Linked DNA regions of Mus musculus: region 2 is linked to region 1. A link is a contact called in public HiChIP or PLAC-seq data. All regions are on one chromosome and are shown on one strand. Each heading gives the region's core, a stretch centred on a gene start, on an enhancer-like site or on the middle of the called end of the contact. The rest is flanking DNA. Distances are from core to core; before and after follow the strand shown.

The links. HiChIP or PLAC-seq counts read pairs in DNA pulled down with a chosen protein or histone mark.
Region 2: a contact with region 1 is called in an H3K4me3 HiChIP or PLAC-seq map of bone marrow-derived macrophages, with 6 times the contacts expected there. The contact joins the promoter of Vav3 here to the enhancer-like site in region 1. A contact is called at or near these places in 12 of 39 promoter capture datasets (the 3T3-L1 cell line, 3T3-L1-derived adipocytes, the HPC-7 cell line and 7 more), 9 of 484 Hi-C or Micro-C datasets (bone marrow-derived DN2 thymocytes, bone marrow-derived macrophages, granulocyte-monocyte progenitors and 4 more), 11 of 115 datasets of contacts at active chromatin or transcription factors (CD8 T cells, DN3 thymocytes, bone marrow-derived macrophages and 7 more) and 2 of 9 other capture datasets (adipose tissue and embryonic stem cells).

What each region holds. Positions count from the first base shown.
Region 1 is chr3:109,153,332-109,160,884 of GRCm38.p6, reverse strand. It overlaps Slc25a24 (solute carrier family 25 (mitochondrial carrier, phosphate carrier), member 24), which reads right to left. Exons shown (of 10, transcript NM_172685.3): 4 at 5,780-5,891; 5 at 3,880-4,038; 6 at 2,241-2,387; 7 at 1,430-1,537. Among named protein-coding and RNA genes, the nearest start is that of Slc25a24, 34 kb to the right of the region's middle. Within about 2 kb of position 4,769, at least 64 of the 459 cell types and tissues checked have an H3K27ac peak or open chromatin away from gene starts, as enhancers often do. A contact at or near this core is called in bone marrow-derived macrophages, pancreatic cancer cells and trophoblast stem cells, where this site is marked.
Region 2 is chr3:109,337,620-109,345,172 of GRCm38.p6, reverse strand. Vav3 (vav 3 oncogene) reads right to left here and starts at 4,490. Exons shown (of 27, transcript NM_020505.2): 1 at 3,931-4,490. The coding sequence starts at 4,134.

The DNA of each region.
Region 1 (7,553 bases), core at 3,520-6,019:
TGGAGAGGTGGAAAGTTTTAGTTGAAATGAAGGGTGTGTGGCATCATCTCTAGAGACTCAGGGGTAGCTCAGTCTACAGAGCACGTACAGCACCAACATGAGGACTTGGGTTTGACTCGAAAAACCCACGTAAGCAGCCAGGCCTGGGGATGGATGAGATCCCTGGGGAGGTAAGACAGGCGCATCTCCCGGCCAATCAACCAAGACTGTACATTGAGCTTAGGCCAGTGAGAGACCCAGTCTCAAAAGCAAGGTACATAGTGTCTCCTGATGAATGACCTCTGGGTTGACCTCTGTCCCTTACAGATGTATGCACATGCATATGCATCCACACAAACATGTACACGCACACACACATGCACACATATACATACATGCATAGACACACATATACACGCATGAACACATACACAGACATGCACACACATATACACACATGTATACATACACACACACACATCTACTGGCATGAGTATGTCAAAGAGAGTCAAGTTAAGGTTATATTTTGCTTTAGGTCTTAATCAGTTATTGGGAAATCCTAGTTGTATCCATAAAATTATCCCCATCTACAGTGTTAATTTTGCTCTAAAGCCGGAGTTGGCCAACACTTTTTGCAAAGGCCAAGTAGTAACTGTTTCAGTCTTGGTGAGCCTCAAATGTGAGGTCTGTCACATGTCCTTTGCTTTTCCTTTGCTTTCTCCCTGACTTCTTCAGGAGTAACAGCAACGGAGCCTATCTATACACAGCAGTCCTCAGGTGGCCCACGATCCGTAGCCAGCCCATGATTTACTGGAATGATGTCTAGATGGTATTACTGTCCTTCCATTACTGGGGTTAGAGGACAAAAGCTCCCTGGAGAGCAATGAGAGGAATATTCTGCATCAGCACTGTGATGGCCAGCCTCTGATATGTCCCCTGAGGGTCCTGTCTCCAGGGATGGATGCCCTGCTTTGCACAGTCCTCTCCCACATGGCACCAGGGTCAGTCTGTGTAGCCAGCAGGGTACAGTGAAAGTGACAGCAGACAGCAGTTTTCATTCCTCACAGTCTTTCTCTCTTCTCACTCATGGTGCTGACTATAAAGGAAGCAAGCGACCATGCTGTGCTGATACACAGAGCATCTAGAAAGGCTTTCGTGAGAGAACGAGATTTCCAGCCCACAGCCAGTGGGGCCTGGCAGCAGCCACAAGAGTGAGCCTTAAAGCAGACACACCCCAGGCGTTAGTTAGCCTCTAGAGGACCGCATCCCTGGCTGACACCCTGACAAGAAGTGGTAAAAAAAACTGGAGCCAGAGAAACCCAGACTCCCAGTTGCCAAACTGTGAGATGGTAAAGGCTTCTTTAAACTATTGAGTTTGGATTAACTTAGTACACAAGTTCAGCTAGACAGTTCCTATGCCAGCAAGCAGCCAGCCCAAGATGGTACTTACCTCCATGGGGTAAATAAAAGTCTGAGCAGTTGCTCCAGCCATGGAACCAGAGATAAACCTCTCAAAGGTCCCTAATTTTTGTCCTTCCTCGGTAAGCAACTTCTTGTACTGTAAAAAGGAAGGAAGGAAGGAAGGAAGGAAGGAAGGAAGGAAGGAAGTTAGTTGAAGATGCATATTAATATCTACTATAAGGTAATTGTGCCCCTCCCAAATTCTTACGTTAAATCCTAACCACCATTGCTATGATATTAAGAGATGCAGTCTTTGGAAACAATTATGCTTAGAAGAGATTCTGAGGCCTCAGGATAGAGCTAGCATCCTTATTGGAAGGTGCGTACGCCCTGCTTACACTCTGCCAAACTATGCATCCAGGCTATATGACTGTAGAGCAAGAAGCCAGGAGGAGGGTCTCCCCTGCCTGGACCCTTGATCTGACTCTCCATAAGCTTGAGAACTGTGAGATAGAAGTTTCTATTGTTTAAATCACACCTTCAGTGGTATTCTGTGGTGGCAAAACACAAATCAGATCCTAGGAATCAGTTCGTTTACGGTGGGCTAAGATGCCTTGAGATGTACCCTCTACCCTCAGTCCTAGCAGAAAAGTCAGGCTTACGCTGACTGCCTCCCTCTATAAATGGGTTTATGGCATCCAAAAATCCGAGAATTCAGCTGTGTGGAGTCGCCGAGTTTATCTAATTCTAGGCTCCCATAAGGAATCTCCTTGTGAGGTATTAGGCATGAAGGCACTGCATTTACTGAGTTAGTCAGCTAGCTCCTTTTGTTAGTCATTTCCACGGATGATAACAATTACCTGTTCATAAGCCCAGAACTTCACAGCTGTCTCGGGAGCTATTTTGATGACATTGGTGCCATTTCCTCTCCAAAGGGAACGGATTCCTCCTTCCTTTACCATCTGCCGAAAGCCTCCAAATATATTCATTGATTTGGAACCATGAACCTAAAGGTAAAAGCAAAGAGCCATGGGATACTACCGCGATGCCACATGTCAACACCAGGAAAGGAAGGCATTAGGGCTGCACAGGGCATAGACAAAAGCAGCCTGCACTTGGAACTTCCCTGGATTCTGCCCCTGCGCTTCCTATCCTTGGCTGATTTGAATCTTTATTTCTTTATTTCTTCCTGGTAATCAACCAAGACCATGAGTCCGTGTTTTTATAAGGCCATCTAGTGAAGTATTAAACCTGAAAGGAGACTTTGGAAAGGCCTGCAGGTGTGTGGAAATTACAATCCTAACAGATCCATTTTGTTTTAAATAATAAACTTCATGATAACATATGACAAGGGAAAATGCGTGCTTTCTTGATGTCAGTTTACTAAAGAAAACAGCCTCTATCAAATCTCTCCCATTTTCTATAAAGAGCTAGATTTGTAAACACATTTTTGAATTGGATGCATCATGAAGGAATGGTAACTTAAAGTACTGTCAGAAATATTTTGTTCAAACAAATTAAAAATAAAAAGAAGCGCTGCCTGTACAGCTTTAAAAACATTTTAAGGAACTGTAGGACGGCCCTGGGGACACAGGTTTGGTTCCTACCACACACCACACACACACACACACACACACACACACACACACACACACACACACACACACGGCATCTGTAACTCCAGTGTCAGAGGCTCCACGGCCATTGCATGCATAGGGTGCCCATACGCACATCTGGGCAGAATACATACATCTGGGCAGAATGCCCATACACATAAAATAAAAACATTCTTAGGCAGCCACTATGTTCTTCTAGGACATATGCCAGTGCTTATATAAGCTAAACTTCAGAGCCATCCTTGTTAGACACTCTGCCCATTGTGGGATGGAGGAAACATGAGATCTCAGAGGTCACATGAAGTTTAGGAACCAAGGCACTGGCTGTTAAGCTCTATTGTGCTTCATCTCCTCTTTTTCATCAAGGAAATGTTAATTTTACCCCCTGAGTTTCTACATATGCAAAATGAAGCCGAACCACCTGCTTTTCAGGCTGCTGTGAATATTAAATGGGTCCCTGTCACGTGCACAAATGGATATCCTTTCTTTTCTCTTCTCTCCTCATGACCAGCCCAATGCCTGTAAGTAGCCAACTCTGCCTGGAAACCCAGGTCTTTTCTGCTAACCTTAGATCTAGAATCACTTTTGAAATTACATTCTTGTCACCAAAACTCTAGACTTGAGAAATCCTCTGCTTTCTCAAGTCATAAGATCAAAGAAAACATGAGTAATTTAATGAGAACCCTATAATAGCAGTGAAGGGTTTTTAATTGAACATTTAAAGTCACGGAATACCAAAGACTAATATTTCATTACATACAAGTACTAACGATTTACGGTTTAGTGTGACAGCACCAAATACTTAGACATGAGACTAATCTGAGGGGTAATGGTAGAATAATATTTCCTAAGATATAAAGGGAGCATAAGGCACGCTGCTCACCTGCATCATGACCTTGAGGCGATCCAAAGGAGCGGTGCTCGTTCTAGAGACGGCGCCCGCCACACCTCCTGCCAGGAGCTGCCTCCACCACTGTCCTGATTTTTTCTCATCTTCTGTGAATTCATCTGGAATAGTTAAACTATCCCCTATGTCAATTCCCTGGTGGAATGGAAAGAGATCCCACAGTTCTTCAGTCGCAAACAGATAAGCCCAGAACTTTCTTTTTGTGTCGGAGCTGTTACTGTTAGGAGCGAGCCCACATAATTGTTTTTGCAACTTAATTATTTAAATGCTGTGGTGGGTATAACTAGGTCACAGAGCACTTTCCTAACATGTTCCAGATCCTAGCACCACACATATAAAATGACCTTGTCATAAACTTTATGGGCAAGAATGAAAGGTAATAAACCAAGCTGGTAGTAACTCTCTCTTCTTCCATTTGTTCCCAATAAAATGAATTTATGATTATAACATCAAATGTTAACAACTATCCCCAAAGATATAATACAAAGTTCACAGTATAAAATGTATAGTCATAATTGATTTTATGATGTTCTGTGTAAACGTAGACATTGTTACTGGTGACAGTGTGAACTCTCAGAGTATTAAGTGGGAGTCAAAGACACTTCCCTCCAAGTATAGAGAACAAATCCACAGGTTGAGGGGTGGGAGAGCCTGCAGAAGGTCCCCAGAGGCTTCAAGAAACAGACTGTGTGACAAACCTAATTTATACCAATATATTTTGCCAGAATGCTAATGAAAGAATCACAATAAAAAATTTGTGAAGTATAAACTGGCAGGAAATGCCAACCACATGAGTCAAAGTTATTCCCTAGCATTCAGTGAGTAATGCAATACCTTATGTCGGCAATGAGTCAAGGCAGCCTAAATAAGCAAAGGTTCAGGGACCCGAGGCCATAACATCTTTAGCTATCTGGATGCACAGGAATGACTTTGGTAATGTGTGTCATCGGACTACCAGACTTCCCCATAGCAGAAGCAGCACATGCTAATGAGAGCCAGACAGCTTGTTCATCAAGATAGGACTTCCTCCAAGTTTTGAGAAAAGCTGTATTTATACTACCTTGCGGGGGGGGGGGGGGGGAGCTTTAAAGATATTCTATAATCCTGTGCCTAACAGAATAAACAGAACTGTAGAAATCAAATAGATCCCGGTACTCTCTTGAGACTTGGCCACCCTTCCCAAGGTGTTTTGATGCTCTTGGGTGGTAACTACTGTGAACCAGAGCTCCATTAAGGATAAGCAACTGTGAAGACTAACAGCCTGATCAGAACTTCAGTGATGTGGAAAGCTTGCAGTGCTACAAGTCTAGAGCCAACCTATCTTAACTGTCTTCATTCCCCTTAATATGTATTTACTGCCCACCTCTGTGTGTAGCCTAACATGCAAGTCTAGAGCCAGCCTATCTTAACTGTCTTCATTCCCCTTAATATGTATTTACTGCCCACCTCTGTGTGTAGCCTAGCATCCTTGTGGCTATTACATAAACCCTTTGGAAGACATGAATGACCCCTAGATTCCACCAACACAAGGGCTAAGAGCATCATCACACAACATCTGAGGTCCATAGTAGAAATTTCCCTACTTTGCTGTAAGCCATCTATCTGATGTTTCTACCAATGTATTTGAAAAGTGTCCTGAGTTATGATTTTGCTTGCCCCGTTACTATTTAAAACAAAACAAAACAAAACAAAACAAAACCTCATGGAACTATTTCCATGTTGGGACATTGAATTTAGGGCAACCTGAATCTATGTTACCAGGCTAGGGTCCCTCATTTCAAAACAGAATAAACTCTGTTTGTCTCCCTTGAGGTGTGTTTCCTGCATCAGCACTATGCCTGTGGCTTGGAGCTACAGATCCATAAAGCAGACTTACAGTAGAGTGTTTCCAGAAACGGATAATTTCCTCAATGTCTGTCACAGGGTTAAATAAAAAGTAATCCCTCCATTCATTCCAGTCCACGGTCATCGTCCCATCAGAGTCGATGCTGAAAGTTTAAACAGATGATTAAAGAACAAGATAAATGAATGATAAACTCGCAGAGCCAACATTATTGCCTACTTTACAGAATGAACATCTGCTTTCCAACTTAACACTCGTACTGAACTAAAACAAAACAAAACAAAACAAGACAAACAAACAAAAAAAAAACCCTTGGCAGGTTTAAGAGGTTCAGTGACAGGGCATTTGGTTAGCGGGCATGTAGGCCCTGGATTCCATCTTCAAGAAAAATATACTACTTGCAATTATACATTGCTGAAAATAGAATCTATGGATTATGGTCTTTTCCAGTCACTTTCACTATTTGGAGAAAAGTAGATCCAAATACTACAGAGAGATCCCACTGCAGATTGCCTTTAGGGTTCTGTCAAACTCAAAGTCACTCGGCTGAAGGACACAAAAACTGGACAACGAAATGTTGAGAGGTGAAAATGAATGGGCTCAGGGTCCTTTTCCCCTCGTCACCAGTGCAGGATTATTGCTTAACACCCTATGCTTGCAACATGTGGGTATAATTTTGAAATAGATTCAAAATACACTATCAATTTTCTACTCCAATTTTTAGCAATGAAAGAAAATTAGCATACTGAGCATGGTGGCACCTATCTTTAATCCCAGCAAAAATTGGGAGGCAGAGGCAGGTGGATCTCTGAGTTCAAGACTAGCCTGGTCTACAGAGTGAGTTCCAGTACAACCAGGGGTACAGAGAAATCCTGTCTCAAAAAAAAAATAGATAGATGATAGATAGATAGATAGATAGATAGATAGATAGATAGATAGATAGATAGATAGATAGATAGAGAAAATTAGCAGTGAGTCTAAAGAATTTAATTCTAAATGACTGATGTTTTGAGTTTTGAGAAATCTGCATTTTCAATTCTAAACATATCATGCTGTCATCTTACAGGTGTAAGTGGTAACAAACTCTGGGGTGTTTTTGTTGTTGTTGTCGTTGTCGTTGTTTTAATAAACTTCATGACAGAAAGTCCATTCTATGAGATTTTCCTATAGACAATGAGAAGTCATACCAGACATACTCAAGGAGCTTGGTTAGGTATTGAGCTAAAGTGTCTGGGGAAAACTCTTTTGGTGTTTCCTCACAGTTTGCTCAATAATTTATATGACAGCGACACACGCAGGTGGCATACAAAAATGCAATTTTCAGATACTTATTATTGTGTTTTCCCTGCTGTTTTCTGTTTTGATGTGCTTACGTATAAAATTGTAGTTCAGCCTTTACTTGTCCCAAAGCAAAGGCGTCAACGCTCCGCATCTGCTGAGAACCCTGCTCGCTGCTTGCGCTTAAAATGAATTCTGGGTTGCAGTATTAGCAGCTTTGATTTCATCAGCATTTTCTGTTTCTTGTGCAATGATTTAGCATCTCACCCCAACTTCTCTTTCATGAGCATGCTCTATTGGGAAATGCCACCTGAGAAACATCCCACAATTTTACTGTTTTCCAGTCAAAATCTGCCTGTGTTTCTGCTCTGAGCCACATCATGGGGAAGCATGTGTCCACCTGGGTGTTTTGTTATGCAGCACATAACCTGGCTGGTAATGCACTTGGATCCTTTGTAAAGCTCAGAACTAGAATTTGCTTTATTCCTGGGCTGGTGAGATGGCTCAGTGGGTAAGAGCACCCGACTGC
Region 2 (7,553 bases), core at 3,241-5,740, 180 kb before region 1:
TAAGAATACCATTCCAAGGCAGAGGGTGGCCCAAATAAATAAAATAATATTTCTGAAATAATCTTAACAATTACAAATCTTTGATTAGTTTTATATATTGAGGAAGCTCTTCTTAGTCACTAAGAATGTCATTAAGCCAGTAGGCCCATCCCCTTTTTGCAAGGGCACAATGATCAACAGAGCTCCTCAATGAACCACTAATGTACATTATGTCCCGGCCAGAGTACTGCTTGTGATGAAAAACAAATCTAATAGACACAGATACAAAAGTACTGGATTTTCAGTAGTCATCAGAAATCTACTTAACTTTATATTAATCTTTATAATAGACCACGTTAAATATAAAACAAACATGGCACTTACTTTTTGTTTTGTTTTGTTTTGTTTTGTTTTAGCCAAGATTTGCCTGAAACTCACTACTTAACCAAGCGTGACTTTTAAATCTCTGTCCCCACTGCTTGCAACTTCTAAGGGTCAAGCCCTCTGGTAACAGGCATGTGCTATCAAATCCATGTAACCTCCCTAAGCCATTATGAATGACAGTAAAATCCACATTAGTATTTCCTAAGTATTCACTTCTTATTGATGATCATCACCTTATCAAGATGGTGACACCAGAAAGATGCTGTGGTCCACAACTAGGAAGAACAATAAGCAAGAGGGGCAGGACCTCCTTTGTGTTTCTGTTTTGAGGAAGATTAAGCTAACTTATGAATCCTGCAATATTCAACCCTATAATTAAACAATCATTATTTACAGTGTTATTTGTGTTTTAATGCAAACATGACAGAAGGCTAAACTAACACCTCACTCACTGGAATAAACACCCTTATTAAAAAGGCTGCTCCTTTTTTAGCCTCCTACGGAAAAATACACACACACACACACGCACACGTGCGCGCGCGCACACACACACACACACACACACAGTAAGCAAAATGGCAAATAAATCCCCCTTTTGGCATTTGTCAAAACATTTCTGAATAACCAAAACTCTCAGGTACGATCTTCTAGTTATTTCCCACTCTGGAAGCTCATGTGTCATAAGGAAATAATATATTTCAAATAATTATCTTCAACAGAAGAAAAGTCAAGCATAGAAAGACTGACTCTTGGAAATAGCAAAAACAAAACGAAAAGAGTACGAGGAAGAGCATCTCTAACTTCAGAAGAACGAGTTCTGCTGGGATGCAGGCCACCGTTAGCAAAGTGCATTTGGGAGCTGGAACGATAAGCAGAGGAAAACGTGGTTCTATAAAAGGTAGTTGATGCAACTTATGGGAGAAAGCCAAGCAAACCCTTCCTGAAGAGGTGGGGACCTGGAGGGAGTCAGGGAACAGGGACAGTGGGTGCTTAGAAAGAAATGAGAACGCCCCAGGACAGGAGACACCATGCACACCAGGGCTAGAGCTTCTTCCTCCCTCATGCTCTATGAAGACAGCCGATGGGGACGGAAACTCATAACCAGGAACAGCCAGGGCCCTTCCCAAGGGAGTTACATGAGGCAGAAATATTTACAGATGCTAGCACAAAGGAACCTGTAGGTCTTTGTGATTTAAATTTTTAACTGTATCCTAATACCCTAAAATAACATTTTAGGTAATCTTGCTAATAATGAACATTTACTACATATGTGCTGAGTATTGTGGGCATGTTATATGACACCTTATTTCACAAAAGCACTTATTAAGTCTCCCTTAATGATATAATGAAAGTCTATATTATGCAAATGTATATACCTAGCTCTTAACCTCTCTGTAGTGGGGCCAAAACAGAGATAAAAGCAGATGCCCCACACTTAGGACTAGCTTTTCAGGACCATGTTTGAGAAGAAGCCCTCTCCCCAAGTTCATCACAAGAGAAATCACTGAGTTTGGAACCAGAGAGCTCAGAGATGGACTGACTTAAAAACTCAAAAGAAAAATCTAATGAAGAGTCAGTTCACTGCCCTACTTACCTCACTATAATCTGGTGGTTTATTGATATCAGTGTAATAATTCCTTAAGGGCAACTAACTATCTTGATATGTTCACTGTGGTGGCCTCAGTAGGAAATAGAATTCTTAGAGAATCATGCCCTGCTCCTTTTCATCAATGATGCTTATAATGACCTTCAGTCATCAAACTGATTACATTATAGATAATGCATTTTAAGAGAAGAAAGAGGAGAATCCACTTGACAAGATCCCATGCACTGTCAGCAGTCAAATAAAGACTTGAATGTCAAAGAATGCCCAGCTATCCAAAAAGGAAGGAAGGAAGGAAGGAAGGAAGGAAGGAAGGAAGGAAGGAAGGAAGGAAGGCAGGCAGGCAGTTAGAAAAGGAAAGGAAGGAAGGAAAAAAGAAAGAAGAGAGAAATTTGATTATTAAGAACACTTTGATGAGTAACTGCTGAAAGTTCCAGAAACTAAACTTCGAGGAAATATGCACAGCACGTGGCATCAAAGCACAAGACTTCATGCTGCTACTGAGACTACTGATCAAATGGAACTGGAGATCTAACAAGTGACTCCTGTGCGTGGCACAACCTTACTCCTAACAGTTAACTCAGACAGTACAGAAACAACCACTGAAGCCCTCCACAGGACTATCTATGGTTGCCACAATTGTGGGCAAGTCCACAGAATTAGCAATCACCCATCATTCAGGTTTCTAAGAGAGTCTAAAATAATTGATCCTTATTGTAAACACATATGGCACTCAATACTTATATATCTGCTTTTTTTTTTCCTTGGAGACTGCTTACCAACAGGGGACACAGAATTTGAAGTGAGGATCGACCCTGATGAAATACTGACAACCAGGGCAGAGTGTGGGAGTTCCTGCTTTAATTATGAGATTATTAAACTGCATAAGATCACTTTTTTCTGCAAGGACACAGCTCTGGGTAAGTGGTAAGTCTCTGAATCATACAGGGCTAGTGCTAAAATATGTCACTAAAAGGTCTCTTTCCTTCCCCTTTTAAGTTGAAACATTTCTTTTTCTTTTCGTGTGCATGTGCGTGTGCGTGTGAAAGAGAAAATAGAAGTTCTGAGTTGTGTTGAACATCCTTTTAACAGAAACTTTCCGACCGGCCCAAAAAATAAGCAGCACTGGGCTGCATGTGGCTTTTTGAGCTGTCTCTGAGGAACCCACTGCTTTCTGTGCCTTCCAGGACTGGATTTTAATCAGAACCCTCAAAGAGGTATCTCCAAGCTAAGGCCACAGAAGCCCAAGTGCCTCCAAGCTACCTGATCGCAAGACCCAATGAAAAAAAGCAGAGTCTCCAGCAAAACTTCTCACTTCCTGCCACCGGTGAGGGAGGCTGGGCTGGCTCCCCTTACGTTTTCAGACAAGCTATAAACACAACCTTCCAGTTTGCTAACAGGCCACGGGCTTAGGGGGCGGGGTGGGGAACTTCAGGAAGGCTCTCTGTGTCCCTCTTGGTTTATTTCCTCTGAGCAGATAACGGTACCAAACGCCCTCCACTTCCTAGAGTCCTCATCTATGGCACAGTTCCTCTTTCCAGAACGTGAGGACCAAATGAAAGCAAAAAATAAGTCAAAGCAAAATTAACCCCACCGCTTCATCTCATCCCTTCTCATTGTTATTTTAGAGCCGACTCCCTCTTTGTTATCACACACACACACACACACACACACACACACGGGGGGGGGGGGCAGAAAGGTGAAACGCGCCCTAGGATAACTTATTTCTTCCCGCCTCCCAGAAACCTTTAGGATTCCATACACCATCTCCCGACGCAAGGCTTTATTAGTTCTGCTTAGAAGCTAAGTCATTTCAAGGCAAGTGAGGAAAAGCCCCCAAGCTGAGAACTGAGAGGCAGGGCAAAGCGGAGCGCACCTAGATGTTTGCATTTACACAAAGAAATTATCCGGATGATTAATGGGAGCCTCTGACGGGCAGCGGGGTCGCGGGGTGGCCTCCATACCTGGGACATCTGGGGCCTCAGGTTGATCTCCTTCAGATTGATGGAGTGTGGCCGCAGGTTGTTGAGCAGCTGGCAGAGCAGGACTCCATCGCGAAGGGTCTGCGCCAGGTCGAACACCTGCGCCGAGTCCCAGGTCACCCGATGGTTGGGGGGCAGCACCTTGCTGTGGATGAGCCACTGAGCGCACTGCTTCCACGGCTCCATGTCCGACGGCTCCCGGACCCGGCCCGGCCGGGGCGGGCAGCGACTCTGAGGTGGCCGCCGCGGAGCGTCAGAGCCCCGCCGACGCCAGTCGCGCTGATGGCCCCTGGTTCGCTTTGCCTTTCTGGAGCGGGCGCCGCTGCCGGCGGCTCGGGGACGCCGCGTGGGACTCGCCTCGGGTCCCCGCCCGGATGCGCCGCGGCCCGGCCGCCGCTGCAGCAGCGAGTGCCGCGCGCTCTCGGTGCGCCCCGGCCGGCTCCGCTGAGCACTGGCTTCCGACTGGCGAGCCTGGCGCCCCGCGACTGAGCATGCCCAGCGCGCCTGGCCGGTCTGTGCGGTCCGCGAGTCCCCGGAGGCGCGGGTGCGAGCGTGCCCGCCGCCCTGGCTGGGGGTCCGGGGCTGAGGGCGGGGCGGCTGGGGGGAGGAGCGGGCCGAGTTGGGGCGGCGGCCACAAAGGGGATCCCGGCGCCCCCGCCCGCCCGTGAACCCTCGGATGAGTGGAGCTTGCACAACCCCGGGGCGTCCAGGGATTAGCCCATCGGCGCGGCTTCCTAGGAAGTGTGGCTGAACACTGAGATTCGCAGGGGTGTCCCCGGGGACACCCTGAACAATGAATGCGATTTAAATTAAGAGGGTCTCAGAGGAGCCAAGGCTTAACTGGGACACAGGGAGCCTGGAGAAATGAGATGTGCACTACGCGCAGCTGGAGAACGCAGCATGGAAAGTTTGTGATCGGCCCCTGGTCCCGCCTCCTCCAGGTCCATCCTCAGCCCCTTCCTGAAAGTCAGTTTCTTCTGAGAATGTTTTGACACCTTGAAAGTGCGTGACGTGGGGACAATTGCAGCTTCAGCCTAGGTAGAGGGAAAGAAGTAGGTTTTGCATATCTCCCAGGCTTGGAACTGTTCACTAAAGCAGTCCAGCGCCTTTTGCTGATCTTCAAAATCCTGCCTGAGAAAAAAAGAAAACTGGCCGGTGACACAGAGGCAAGAGCGCGCATGCGTCAGTGACTTGCCACCAGGTTTGAGCTCAAATCGCTTCAGTACCGAGACACTGAGAGACTGGGTCAGCATATTTGGAGAACCCTGGGGAAAATTGGAAAGTTCCCCCCCACACACACCCACACATGTCAACTCTGTCATACTGAGGCAAGGTTCTCCCTGTCTTTTTTATTCCCACTGCCCTACAAAGCCGAAAAGGGTGTATAAGCTTTTTGTAGTAATATATTATTTCACTGAACTCTGACAACTCCCTGTAAATGCCCTCTTCGCTAGTCTTTTTTTTTTTTTAATTGAAATCTAGTTTGGTGGGATTTTATATCTGTTGTTGCTGCTGCTGCTGCTGCTGCTGCTGCTGCTGCTGCTGTTTCATTAGATATTTGTAGCTCAAATTTTCGATTGTGGATCTTATTGATTTTATAAACAGGACAAAACGTAACTTTTAAAAAGTACATGATCTGTTGGGACAGAAGTTCGCTTCTTTTATGCGTGACTGTAGCAAGCGTGGCCTGCTGTGTACACAACCAGCCTTAAACAATAATAAATCAGCCTAAGGATTTCCTTTCCTCGCATGCATCCGTCCCCAGCAACTTCCTCTGTGCACACTGTGGAGTCCATCAATAGCACAATGTTTCCTAGACCATAATAGGTTTGAAAGCCTGAAACTACAGGAGGATCAATCCTTAGCAATACTGTATCACCGAAACTGTAAAGTGCATCCTAGGCACGAAGATTATCAACAGCAGTGTTGCAATAAAATAGAACATTATAATCATAAATCGTGAAAGAATGTATAAAATATATATACTTTTTCTTTCTGGAATTTTCCATGTGATTTTTTTTGGGGGGGGGGGGTTGGCTGTTGACTACCACTTTCCTAAAAACTCAGAATGCAAAACCATCAAAAAGAGGCAAGTACTGTAAGCCATGTTACTCATTATAGATCTTTACAAACAAAACACACATGACTTGCCATTTAAAATGTGGTCCTGCATAAGAAGAAGTGGCGCTGGAAAAGAGGAAAGATGATAAGGAAAAAGCAAAGACTAGCCAAGCATTTCATTTTAGGTAGCATCAGATCATCCCTTAATACTGTTAAAATATTTCCAAAATCCAGATCATGTGTACCGACCAGTAAACAAACCTGGATTTAGAATCCAAGTTAAGCTGCTTTTTGATAACCTTGGGCAACTTCTATTCTTCTAACCTTCATTTTCTTCACCTATAAAATGAAGGAAGTGACCCTTGCCACGTTGGGTTGTCAGAATAAAAAAAAGAGTACGCCTTGGTACTTGGAATGAATACATAGACAGGAGTATCACTGTGGACCTTGTAAGACTCTCGGGCCTGAACAAAATACCCATGGAAGGAGTTACAGAGACAAGTGTGGAGCAGAGACTGAAGGAATGACCATCCAGAGACTGTCCCACCTGGGGATTCATCCCATAAACAACCACCAAAACCAGACACTATTGTGGATGCCAACAAGATCTTCCTGACAGGAGCCTGATATAGCTATCTCCTAAGAGGCTCTGCCAGTGCCTGACAAATACAAAAGTGGATGCTCAAAGCCATCCATTGGACTGAGTACAGGGTCCCAGTGAAAGAGCTAGAGAAAGTACCCAAGGAGCTGATGGGGTTTGTAGCCCCATAGGAGGAACAACAATATGAACTAACCAGTACCCCCAGAGCTCCCTGGGACTAAACCACCAATCAAAGAAAACACATGGTGGGACTCATGGCTCTAGATACATAAGTAGCAGAGTATGGCCTTGTCAGTCATCAATGGGAGGAGAGGCTCTTGGTCCTGTGAAGGTTCTATGCCCTAGTATAGGGGAATGCCAGTGTCAGGAAGTGGGAGTGAGTGGGTTGGTGAGCAGGGGAAGGGGGGAGGGGATAGGGGATTTTCGGAGGGAAAACTAGAAAAGGGGATAACATTTGAAATGTAAATAAAGAACATATCTAATTTTAAAAAAAAGTCTCTCAGGCCCTACCCAGACTGAATGAGTAGGACCCTGAACTGTATCAAGGTCCTCAGGTGATAAATAAATTTCCATCAAAAGCTGCAAAGCCTTGATATAAGGTATGAATATATGTGGTGCCTGTCACAGGGACAGCTTCATAAACACCACTCACTATACCACACATCCCTGTGCATCCACAGAGCATCAGCAAAGACCAAATATTTTAAATTGCTACATATCACATGTAACATGTAAATAGTACTTTAGGTCATAAAACTCAAATATTAATCCAGAAAGTGTATATAAGGGCAAGGAAGACAGATGGAGGTGTAGGAGGCCTACAAGAGGCACTTAAAGAAGTTGTGGGGCTCTTCAGGTGAGTGAGAAGCTACAACAGGTGATGGTAAATGTCTAAAATTGGGGCAACAAAACAGCAATTGGGATGGGGGGTGGTTCAGTGATA